2 separate regions of the Gossypium hirsutum genome follow, and region 1 is linked to region 2. Evidence: chromatin contacts called from public Hi-C data. All regions are on one chromosome and are shown on one strand. Each heading gives the region's core, a stretch centred on a gene start, on an enhancer-like site or on the middle of the called end of the contact. The rest is flanking DNA. Distances are from core to core; before and after follow the strand shown. Region 1 has its middle 64 kb from the start of LOC107893670. Region 2 holds the start of LOC107893670 (probable WRKY transcription factor 57).

Region 1 (6,142 bases), core at 1,421-3,920, 64 kb before region 2:
ATTCTGTAATTACATTATTTTTTTAATTTTTTAATAATTTTTAAATAATTTCTTAAAAATCTTAAATAAAATTAATGTTGTAAAAATATTATAAATTTAATATATACAACCGACTTGTGCATCACAAGAAAATACAAACTAGCTTAAATTATAAAACTATCCAATTCATATATATATATATATATGCACTAATTTCTTAGATTTGCTCAAGGGTTGTGTTGCCTACTCAAGTTTGAAGGCCTATTCAAAATATAGAAGGGTTTAGACAAAAACATGAAACTTAAAGAATAGGTTTGGATAAAAAAGCATAAGGTTATCTAAAATATGAGTCAGATTTGGGCTCCAACATTCCATGTTTGATCTTCATCCCTCCTGTTTTCTACTTTATAATATATATTTTATTTTATTTTATATCTATACTATTATTTAAACTGCAGATTAAGTTGATGCCATGAGTCAATCGAGCGAACACCAACTCGATTAATGAAATTATGAAAATATCCTTCTGTATTTAAAATAAATTATATTATTCTAGGATATTTTAGTCTTTTTATTAAAAAATCAATATTAGTGGGATTTGAAGCAATGACATTTGAGTTGATATAACTTTAATTTTACCACTCAAATAAGGTATTATTTCCAAATGTTTTTGTAAATTTTAAATTTATTATGCACATTTTATTACTTCCGTCAATTATGCATATCTATACTATTATTTAAATTCCTGAATGAGTTGGTGTAACTCGTGAATTTATGAAAATATCCTTTCATATTTAAAAAGATTATATTATTCTAAGGTGTTTTAGTCTTTTTATTTTTTTTTTAAAAACCCAATAAATAATTTGCATATAATGGGATTTGAACCTATCATATTTGGGTCAAAAAAATTTTAGTTTTACCGCTAAACCAAAACTTTATGATGAAATGTTTTATACATTTTAATACCTCCATCAATCATATATCTATATTATTATTTAAACCATTCAACCAATACATTATCATAAATTGTTTCGTGCATCGTATTATATTTATCGATTGTATATCTATACTATTATTTAAACCCCTGACTAAGTTGATATCACGAGTTAACTGGACATCAACTCAGTTGAGAGATTACTAAACTACCCTTACATTTTTTAAATAAGTTATATTTTTAAAAGGGTACTTTTGTCTTTTTACATTTTACATAAAATCATTATAAAATTTGAACTCATGTCAATGTTTTATTCTATTTTTTCTTTGCCACTTCAACTAAAGTTTTATTCTATTTTTTTTATATATTCCAATGCTATTATCCAAATTGTTTCACCCAAGTTCATATATTTATACTGTAACTTAAATCCCTGATTAAGTTAGTGTCATGAGTCAACCGAACATCGAATTAGTTGGGAGGTTACTAATCTACCTTATGTATTTGAATAAGTTAATTCTTACAATGGAACTTTTATCTTTATACATTTTTTTATAAAACCAGCATAAAATTTGTATATATTGGTGTCAACGTTAAAAATCAACTCAATACTAATTTAAGAAAACTGAAAGTACTATAATAAACAATTGGAGTACATTTAATATTCTTAATCTGATATATTTACCTATTTAAATTTCTTTTTACTCTCATTTAAGTTAGTTTTTTATTTGAATTTTGTATGTATTGTATATGTGTTACTATTAATTTCAAACATTACATTTCATTATTTATTACATTTTTTTTAAAAACACACCTATGCTCTAAATATTGATATATATAACTCTATAGTGTAAACATTAAAAAAAATATGATGTCTATGTTTAAAATTTCAAAAAAAAATAAAAACATATAAATTAGCAAATATTAAATTAAAAATAATATATTTTTGCAAGTCTAAAATGAGTTTAAATTAGCTATTTACAAATATAAATGGATTTGAGAAAATTTGAAATTTGTATATAAAGTGTACTAATGTTGTACAGGAATCCAACCTCGCCCATGAATACAAGTGAACAATGTTCAAATATATTAATTAATAATAATGTTGAATTTTACAATTATTTAAATTATAAAACTACCTACTTCACTTATTTTTTCTTAAACTTCTTCCATTCTCAAATTCTCTCGCATATTGTTGTAAAGGTATTTCACTTTTAAATAAATAAATAAATAAAAACCTATGAGCTCTCATGTAAATCTCTTTTTTGGAAGGGCATTTTTGTTTTCATTAATTTTATTTTTATTATCATCCATACAATGATATAGGTATGCTGTTCAATATTTTAGAATTGAAATTCTTATTTTGTAATGAAAAATCCTTTATTAATGAAATGTAAAAACATGATTTGAGAAACCCCCCCCCTTGTCAGTAAATTAAATTTTAATCATACAGAACCTTCAATTTATTAAAACTTGTCATTAATTTATAAGCAGCAGAAGCCAAATCTCAGGTATAATGCTTAAAATCCCGTATTAGCATTATTAGTAGTAGGATTGTCGGCACATAAACTGCTTTATTATGTAGGCAGGAATATATATAATGTAAACAAAGCATCTGCCATAGGATTAGGGTTGTGACGGCTATCATTTCATGACAGCGAAAGTAAACCAAAAATGGAAAATGAAAGGGGTATTGGTCCACTCACATTATACCTGAAAACTTTGATCATCTTCAATGGGATCCAGTGGCTTGCCTGCAACCTGTTTGGCAACTTCGGAAATAAGAGAAAAAGTGGTCCTCAAACCCTGAATGCGACTGCACCTGCCTAAGTTTAACTTGATTTCCTTCTTCATTTTAACAAAACAAAACCAGGGTGAATTTTCTAGATTTTTTTTTTCAGCCATGGATACAAAGCTTTGAAGATACTGGAAATTCAGTTTGGCTTTTTGATGGTCTACTGCAACACTACTAATATAATTAAACAATTTTGAAATATATTTTCAAATTTCATAACGAGGTTTTCTATATGACTCAACCATATATATATATATATATATATATTATATGCAAGTTACTTTATGATATAAAATTTCAAAAGAACAAAAACTAACAACCCTATATTGAATCTTTTAAGAGTAACTTCGTCAAAATAGCTTAAATTTTATTAGTAAAAGACTACTAACTCAATTTTTTTTAAAAAAATTAACAAATATTTTAAGGATAATTTTGTATTTAAATTTTAATATATAACATATTTAAATAAAATAACTTAATCACTTTTTCTAAAAGAAAACATTTCACTTAAAATATTACTTGAATGGATTGATGATTAAAATTTTTTTCAAATACTCGTTTAACACGAGTTCAAATCGTATAATCCCATCCCTACCTCTAATATTGTATAAAAAAAATTACTTTCTTAAAAATATACCATTACTTTTTCCTTAAAATAAAAGACTACCATAAATTTTAAAAAATAAATATATATTCTATAATTTTCTTTTCTTCTCACTCACATAGTGAATGTGACAAAAGTTAATATATATAAATCCACTTAAAGTAGCATGGAATTTTTTGTTAAGTGATATATTAGATATTACTTGTTAAGATCTAGTGTTGTTTGTGTAGTAATATCATCAATGTATTTGTAATTTTTTAAACAAATTTATTTAATACAATTTCATTTTTCTCATCAATATCTCTTGTATAGTTTCCTCAATGAGTTTTTACACGTAAAGCAAAATGAAAGAAAATAATAACTCTTTAATTATTTAACAATTAACTAATACTAAGTTGCATTATATAGTTGTATCGCAATGTGAGAAAACAACTTATATTAGTAGATAGTTTAAATGATTTATAGTCTAATCGAAATTGAGAAAATAAATTAAAATATTATTATCTCATTTATTAAGTCCAATTAGGAAGATACCATATATTGGGTACCGAAGCGGATGACTCCCAGAAGCTGGAGACATAGAGTTGTTGTTTGGACTAACAATACACCAAACATATCCAAGTAGCATAAATCCTAGATCCATTTATGAGCTTATCACTTGAGACTCTATAATATGGCTTACCTCAATCCTACACAAGTGATGAACTATGTGTGTGTGTCTTGTATACTTTGATGTATTAAAAGCGTGAGTTAAATTGGTAATCGAGTTGAAAGCTGGAATATTGAGTATAATGACAAAACTTCACTTGCAATAGGGAATTCATAGCCCAATAAGGGTACATGATATCCTCTTATGGGCATTATGTGATAGATGGAAAAGTAACGTGGTCACAAATCATTTTTCTAAAGACGAATGATTGTGCCCTACCGTGCATGCATTGGGGCTTAGAATTATGCAATTTAAATATCGAAGTGAAGTGCGGTATCTACAAGCGAACTTGTTAAATTGTAATATAGTTTTAGTTTACAAAAAACATTGTGAATTATTCCAAGTATCGTACCCAAGGGATTGCTAGGTTGGTGAAAACTATTTTTAAATTAATTATTAGAAATAATTACTAGTCTAATCGAATTATGAATTAGTAGTGCAAATTCTAATTTAAGATGGCAATTAAACTAATGAAATTAAACTAAACCTAAACTCAACTATCGGAACTTCCTATTCCTAGTTTCAACAATGCGAGCTACTTAGACTATAATCAATCAAATTACTAATTCTTAATTAAGTCGATAATCACCCGCCATTGAGTTATTTACCACCCTTAACTAGTAATACCCACTCGGGTCTTATCTTCGATAAAAGTTATTACCTAAAATGTCCACTCGGTCTCAACACAAGTCTACTTAAAGGCTTACCCATCAGAATACCTTTTCAATCTCAATTGTCTAGATGTTTTACTACGGTTGTCAATCTTAATATAATAAGTTCTTTAGCAAACTTAAATAAATACCTAATTTCAAATAACTATTTACTTAATCGAGTACTCAGTTAAGCAACCAAATCATGAAAAATATTTATCAAGCAAAAGTTGTATTCTTATCTTCATATAAACATTCAATTAACCGAATTAATGAAAGATATATAAATAAAAGAATGAGAAAGAGAATGCTCATGGATTAATCAATGTAAAAGCACTTGTCCTGAACATCCTCCGCCTGCACTGTCTCAACTTTAGAATAGAAGAATTCCACTTAAGAAACATAAAAGAAAACCTAATCTAAAGAACTGAAAACTGAAGAAAGAATGAAAAAGTATGAAAATTTGTCTTTCGAACCCCTAATTTGTTGTTTTTGAGCTGATACCTATAGTATTTGTGTAGTATGACCTAATTAGGTTAAATATAGGTCGATTAACAAGTTAAATATGATTGTGCTGACAAAAACACCCGTCCATTAGTTTTGGGCCTCGTCGGACTGGTGTCGCGACACCCTATAACTGATGTCGTGACTTTGAAGGCTATATGCTCCCCCTTTGGACTCGAATTTGGATGTCACAACTTTGGCTTGTGGATATTACGACATCATCTCTCGTAGCTCACTTCCTAGATTCAAAGTTGGATGTCGCGACTTTGGCTTATGGATGTTATGACATCGTCTCCTGTAACTCACCTCTTAAAGTTGTGTTCGAAATGGCTTATAGATGTCATGACATCATCTCCCATAACTCACCTCTTGAAGTTGTGTTCGAAATTCTACTAAGTATTGAGGCTTCCTTTGTTTTTGCGACATTCCCTTTGAATGTTGCGACATTCAAGGCAACCCACTAACTCATTGGCCAAGAATATTGTCCTGCACACTCAATCAATGTGTTAGTTCCTCCTTAGGCTTGGATCAGCCTAAAAGGTCACAAAACAACACTTAAAAGCTCAATTTATTAAATTCAAATTCAGAACTAACTAAATCTAAAAGCATAATTAAAAGATATAAAAACTCCTAAATACAAGCTCATTAAGTGGTGAAACGAGCTTAATTTACCACAATGAATTGTGACAGATCAATGAATTATTTAATTAATATGTGTTAGTAATTGACTTTTTTATGAAAGAAGTTGTAATGATTACTATGAGATAAAATAGAATCAAATTGGGAGAACATGTCCTTTGAGGGTAACACATATATGACAAGGTCATTGGACAAGGACTTCATAAGTAGCTTTTATAATGGTATATAATAAGGAGAGCTCAGTCATAGTACTTTAGTAGAATAACTCCATGACTAAATAATATTGTGTTAATAGATAAAGAGTCAAAACTTAGTTACAAATTATAAACCA
Region 2 (6,619 bases), core at 2,110-4,609:
AATTAGAACTCGTTGTATAAAGGTGGAATGGAACTGTTTGCTACGGTTCCCTTTGTATATTCCCAAACATTCTCTTATTGCTTGGATGGTCATTCTTAATAAACTCCCAACGCAAGATCGTTTGTTTGCTTTTGGGATTTTGATTAGTACTTGTTGTTTTTTCTATATGGATGTTTTAGAGAGATGTGATCACATTTTCTTTTAGTGTAGCTTTTCAAGGAAGGAGTGGCAGCCAGTTTTACACATTTTCTCCATCCATAGGGCTATAGGAACTTAGAACAAAAGTTAGCTTAGGCGATATTGAAACTTAAAGGAAAGTCCTTGCTTGTTTCTATACTCAAGCTTGCTTGGTGTGCATATTTGTATGTGATATAGAGATAAAGGAACAAGAGGTATTTTGGTGTATCTTTCTTGACTGAAGATGTTGTCTTAGTGCAGATTAAAGAGATTGTGCAGGCTCGCTTAGGAGGAAGACCAATCAATAGAACTGATCCTATAAATGCTTCACTTTGTGCTTCTTGAGGTATTATTGGTTAATTTATTTGCATAACTTAAAGCTATTGTATAGTTTTTTTTTCTTTTGTAATAGTTTAACTGCATTCTTGGATCAATGAATTTCATCATTCATCCAAAAAAAAAGTGTAACTAGAAATTTAATAATTTAAATCATAGTAAAAGTATAACTTAATATGGAAACAACGTGTAATTTAAGTTTTAATAAATTTCTTTTTTAGGGTTTTACCTATATATTGCATCTCGACCCATTTACTGCTACTCTAAAGGGAAAATCTCTTAATGAGTAGCTGTTAGGCTGTTAGCCAACGCTACTTGCCCTCCATCATCTTTGATCTCGTATTCTTTCTCCTCTTTCACTTTATTTATTTTCTCTCTTCAATTGACATTTTTTTTGGATATCTTTGCTTTCTTCATAGGCTGTGATCGACAGACATCAATGTTTTCCATCGTTGAACCTCCACCAATCATCAACAATTCCACTAGGAAAATAGACTGGCTATAGATACTCAAAAGGTGGCTCTTCGCCAGTTCCTTGATCTATTTTTATTTTGATGGTATTTCAGTATAATAAGTGATTTCACAAGTCGATTTGGACCCATGTTGCTTTAAGTTTATGTGTTTTGTATTGTTTTCCTTTATTTAATAATTCTTCCTTTCTCTTATGAAATTGATGAAAGATTTTGTCTTGTCCTATACAAGTCTTAGTCTTGTTTTTGTAAGTAGTCTTGCTTATGCAAGTGTTTTTAGGGATAGATTTGTCGTCGTCCTCTTTAATTTCGTGGATGTCAGTTTTCTTGTTGTTTTACTCGCTACTTTGGATCCTACAGGGCCAGTTCGCTTATCGTGTCAGATGCTTATAGTCACCCTAGATATATTGTGCTTGAGTTATAGTAAAGTTGGTTGCCAACATGTTATAATGTTCTCTTCTTATTGAGGCTGAAGCCTTTGTTTATATTGACAAAATTTTTCCTTTATAGTCAACAATTGGCATTTGTTGTATCTTTTTTTTTTCCTTCCAAATTATATAATATCTAAATACCTTTCATTTAAGCCCAATTCAACTTTTATATCATTGACATTTCATTCGAGATTTATTAAGTATATATACAAGTATTTATAACACAGTTAATCAACATTTATAATGATTATAAACTGTATGAACTTACTTAGGAAAAACAACAACACAACAACAACAACAATAAAGAGTTAGGGATTGATATGCAATTTCTCATTTTCCTCGATAATCTTCAGATTGACTCAATTCCCGGTCTATAATAATTCTTATAATTTATCAATTCCAATTACCTTATACCATTCTATTATAAGCATAAACCAGTTCAATTTCACTTTTTAAAATTTTCCCTAAATTTTTGCATTTTATTTAATTTAGTCCTTAAAACCAAAATAGCTATATCTTTCAAATTTAAGATTTGATTTACAATCCGATTTCAATTACTTCTTTCTACAGCCCTCTATTATCCATAATTACATAAATTTATCCTCAATTTTAAATATTTACACTTTAGTCCCTATGTTAAAAATTAACAATTAAACCTTACAAATTAGTCCTTTTTCATATCTAAGCTTAAAATCTAACCAAATAACACCAATAACTTCAAGCATTCATCAATGGAAATATTTTGAAACTTTGGCAATTTCGAAAAATAAAATACAGATTAACTAAATCAAACTACCACAACCTTGAAAACATAAAAATTACAAGAAATGAACTTGTATACTTACCTATTTTGAAGGACTGAAGTTCAAACTCAAAACCCCAATTTTTCCTTCTTGTTTTCGTGGAGAAGGAAAAGGAAGAAATAATGTGTTTCCTTTTCTTTTGGTAAATATAATGTGTTTTCTTTTTAATTTTTACTTATATGTCTAGTTTTATATTTAATTAATCTAATTGGATTTAATAAATCTTAAGTAATCAATTAAGCGGGTGACAAACAACGTCCACTACCGTTTGACATTACTGGAAGGGTCCAATTCCTCAATCGGTCCTTCAATTAATTATAATTTCATAGTAATTAAATTTTATCTCTTTTACAATTTAGTATTTGTACCTTAATTAGTTACTAATTCGAAAAAATTATTTATTCAAAATTCAATTCACCTATATAATAAGTCCGTAAATATTTACATGCTTGGTTTGCAGAAATGAGGTCGTGATACCTCTTTTTTCTACACCACTAACTTTAGGGTCATTGCATCTGTACTTTAATTAATTATCAATTCAATAGAATTTCTAAACCAAAATTCAATATAATTCAAAATAAACTAGTAAATATTATTATCACTCATTGGAAATGGGGTTCTGAAACTACCATTTTTCAACACCATTGAAAATTGGGTTATTACATCAGTGACTTAAATGAAAAGTTTAGAATATTTCAACGATCATTTTGTAAATTTTTGAAATTGAGTGACTAAAACATAAACTTACTAATAGTTTAGTGAACTTAAATGTAATTTACCCTAAAATAATTGATTAGGACTTTTGAGTATCAGGTTTGTGAAAATTATTTTCGATAGTTGAGTTTAATTAATTAATTTAAATTTGAATTAAAATTATTTTATCCTAAAATGATTAATTCTCATTAAAATAATTGATATAGTTACTTGCAACTTCAAAAATAAAATAAATTAACATTCAACATCTATTGAATGGAATAAACTGGATGTCCTTCAAAAAAAAATATCCCACGAATATCATGTATAGATAAAATAATATTGAGAAAGTTTATTTTTATTTTATTTAAAATTAGAATTAATTCAAATTTAAATAAAATTCAAGGTATATCTCAAATACCCGAACGCTTGAGGAAAAAATTAACATTAAAAAAAGCATTGCCAAGAGAGGGAAAAAAACATGCTTATGTCGGAAAGTATCTCTTTCTATTTTTCTCTTCATTCATGCGCGTGGGCCCACGCACACCCGCTTCCCTTGCTCTTCATCTTCTTTCACCTCCTTTGCTTAAATATCAAACTCCCGTCACTATTTTCAGTTGACGCCGATTTTTCTGAACTTATCTTTTGTCTATTCTCCCCCAATCTCTCTTACTCGCGCGTACTTTTCAGTTTCCTTTTTTTTCTTTTTCTTTTTCTTTTTCTGTTTGGACGACGGGAAAAAAAAACTAGCCAAAAACCCTAGCTCTCTCTCCTTCATTCCTTTTTTTTGTTTTATTTTCTCTCTACGTTTTCTTTTAGATTTCATTTGGACGTGCTTTGAATCCTGTTATTTTCTTTGTATGTTCTATTCTTTTTTTGGATGAAGGTTTAGAGGATGGAAGATAAAGAGGGGCTTGATCCAGCTGGGACTGAGTTTAAATCCGATTCGAGCTCGAGCTGGACACTTGCTGGACCTGACTCAGTCTCCGATAGCATCAATTACTTCTTCGATAGGGAAAGCAGTATACTGAGTGAGTTTGGTTGGAATATTCTACAACCGGACCATGCCGATGAGATTGAAAGGTTCGGTGAACTAGACCGAACCGACGCCAGTCGTGGTTTGGCGGGAAATTGTAGCGGCTCGCAATCGCAAAGCTGTGGTGCAGCTGGTGGCGTTGGTGATTCGTGTTCAGGGGCAGCGTCGAATCCGGTCGGGTCAGCTGAAGTGCCGACATCGAATCCGTCAGTGTCGTCGAGCTCCAGCGAGGATCCGCCGGAGAAATCTACGGGCTTCGGCGGGAAACCGCCTGAGATACCGTGAGTACTAGTGAACCAATGATGAAAGTTAAAAAATAATTTTAAAAACCTTTATCTTTTGTTGTTTTGTGCTACTTTATGAGACTGAGTTGTAATTAAGTACGATTTCGGTGGGCAAAAATGACAGATGGTAATAAAAGCCACCGTATCAAAAGTCATGCAAATTTCGGTGTCCGTACAGCGAAACTGTATAAAAAAAATATAACAACCTTGTTTCATGCAAGTTGGGGAAGAAGGGTTGAGGCAGTTTCGTAAATTTAGGGAAATAATTGGTCCAATTAAGGCAAATAGAGAGGGCGAAAAATAACAGCGACTTTTTGCCTATTAACGAAGTGGCCTTCAACACCGCCGTTATTGCGGCGGGAATGGCGTGCTTTGCTTTGAGAAATCTTTTTTTTTTTTAGGTAAAAAGCGGAAGTATAGCTGGGAAAATCCTCTTTAATCTTAGATACTGCAAATTAGAATAATTTAGGAACATGTTCCTTTTTTTGGTATGAAGTCTGTCTTTTGTTCTGAATTCATCCCCTCTCTCAAGCAATATATACCGAGATGTGTTTTCATTGTTTCAGGAATCGGGAAATGCGGTTTATAGTTTTACTTACTGCCTGTTTTTTAAATGCATTCTTGAAAAAGAAATAGAAAAACTATAACTTTATTTATTGACATTTAGTAGCATTTAGATTCATAAAATGTTCTTTGCTGTAAATGGGCATTGATCAGACATCTCATAAAATCATGGGTTTCTCCCATATTGATGCCTTTCATGGTATTAGAAAGTTCATTGTCTTACTTAGAAACTTGATTTTCATCACATTGCAGTATATAAAGTATATAAATATTTTTCAGTTATTTTCTTGATTACATTGGAGATATTTACCTTAGTAGTTGCAAGTTTCATATTTCTTTCAATTACATAGCTTGAAATTGCTTAGACAGGTCCCGGACATTTTGATTATAGTTATCTTTTGTTAAAGATTAACACACTGATGCATGGGAGAATAACAAGTAATGAACCACTGATTTAATATTTAGCAAGTAGATTAAAACATATGCATCAACCTTTTTTAAAGAAAAAATCTTTTGTTTTAGGTTTTTTTTCTTTCCATTTTGATCATTTGTAGGTGGAATATTTTTGTAGGAGTAAGGTGAGGAAGAAGGGGCAAAAGCGAATTAGGCAGCCACGTTTTGCTTTTATGACCAAGAGTGAAGTTGATCATCTTGAAGATGGCTACCGATGGCGAAAATATGGACAAAAAGCTGTTAAAAATAGTCCATTTCCTAGGTCTGTTGCTATTTCTCTATTATGAATATGATTGAGAGAAAACTGACATATTATCCACTTTTCAATCTTGATTCAATGCCTGTTTTCTGTTCAACAAAATAAACTTCAAAGTGAAACATTGTAAACCATATTTTCACTTTCCAATATTATAATAAAAATTTTTCTTTTCAGAAGTTTGTGTTTTGATGAATTCTACCTTCTTTGCTCTTTATTATAGGAGATTCCATCAGTTCATTGACAAAAGATGCTCCGAAATCAAAGGGTTATAAACTAGAGTTAATGATATCTTTCTTTAACAAAAGTCCAATACGTTGATTATTAAACCACTATTGTGTCATAGGATGAGATTCCATCAGTTCATTATATGATTGATAAGACGTGTCTATGCAGATTAAAACCTTCTCTAAATCTTAGGTCCACGATCCTTTTAATTATTAATTTGACTAATCTTATTTTTCAACTGCATAAATACTTTTTTTCTTAATTCAGCCATATTTTATGTGAGAATGCACCATCTCTATGCATTACCTAAAGTGAGATCAAATTTATGAAGCACATGTAGAGTAACAAAAATCAATTATGGCTTCAGGCAAATTATTAATTGATGGAAAGAAAATTTTCAGAATCTTGCGCAAAAGCTGAGCCAGTTATTTAATTTTACAGGAGTTACTATCGCTGCACAAACAGCAAATGTACAGTGAAGAAGAGGGTGGAACGATCCTCTGAAGATCCCACCATCGTCATTACTACATATGAAGGTCAACACTGTCATCATAGTGTCGGTTTCCCCCGTGGTGGACTCATCAGCCATGAAGCTGCCTTTGCCGGTCAGTTTACTCCTGGAGTCTCTCAATTTTATTATTCACAAGGGGTACAGTTACATAGGGGAATTTCTCCAAGCACAACGCAGTCACAGCAACTGCCCATTGAGGTAAGAGAATCTCGTGCGCTGCCAGAACCCACCTCACAGCTGCCAAAAGATGAAGGGTTACTTGGAGATATTGTGCCTCCTGGCATGCGTAGGACGTGAGAAAGAAAATATGGTATGCATAGCTTCCTTCACTTGAGTTCACAAATTGTCACGCTGCCATATTATAACTCTGACACGCT

What was found. Hi-C and Micro-C count contacts between places; a contact is called where the count stands out from the background.
Region 1: a Hi-C map of leaf shows a contact between it and region 2, with 2.2 times the contacts expected there. The contact joins the enhancer-like site here to the promoter of LOC107893670 in region 2. A contact is called at or near these places in 8 of 34 Hi-C or Micro-C datasets (callus, hypocotyl, leaf and 1 more).

The regions. Positions count from the first base shown.
Region 1 is chrA13:32,292,344-32,298,485 of Gossypium_hirsutum_v2.1, reverse strand. No RefSeq gene overlaps it. Among protein-coding and RNA genes, the nearest start is that of LOC107893670, 64 kb to the right of the region's middle. Within about 2 kb of position 2,670, at least 1 of the 9 cell types and tissues checked has an H3K27ac peak or open chromatin away from gene starts, as enhancers often do. A contact at or near this core is called in leaf, where this site is marked.
Region 2 is chrA13:32,228,443-32,235,061 of Gossypium_hirsutum_v2.1, reverse strand. LOC107893670 (probable WRKY transcription factor 57) reads left to right here and starts at 3,359. Exons shown (of 5, transcript XR_005908121.1): 1 at 3,359-4,227; 2 at 5,366-5,509; 3 at 6,173-6,552.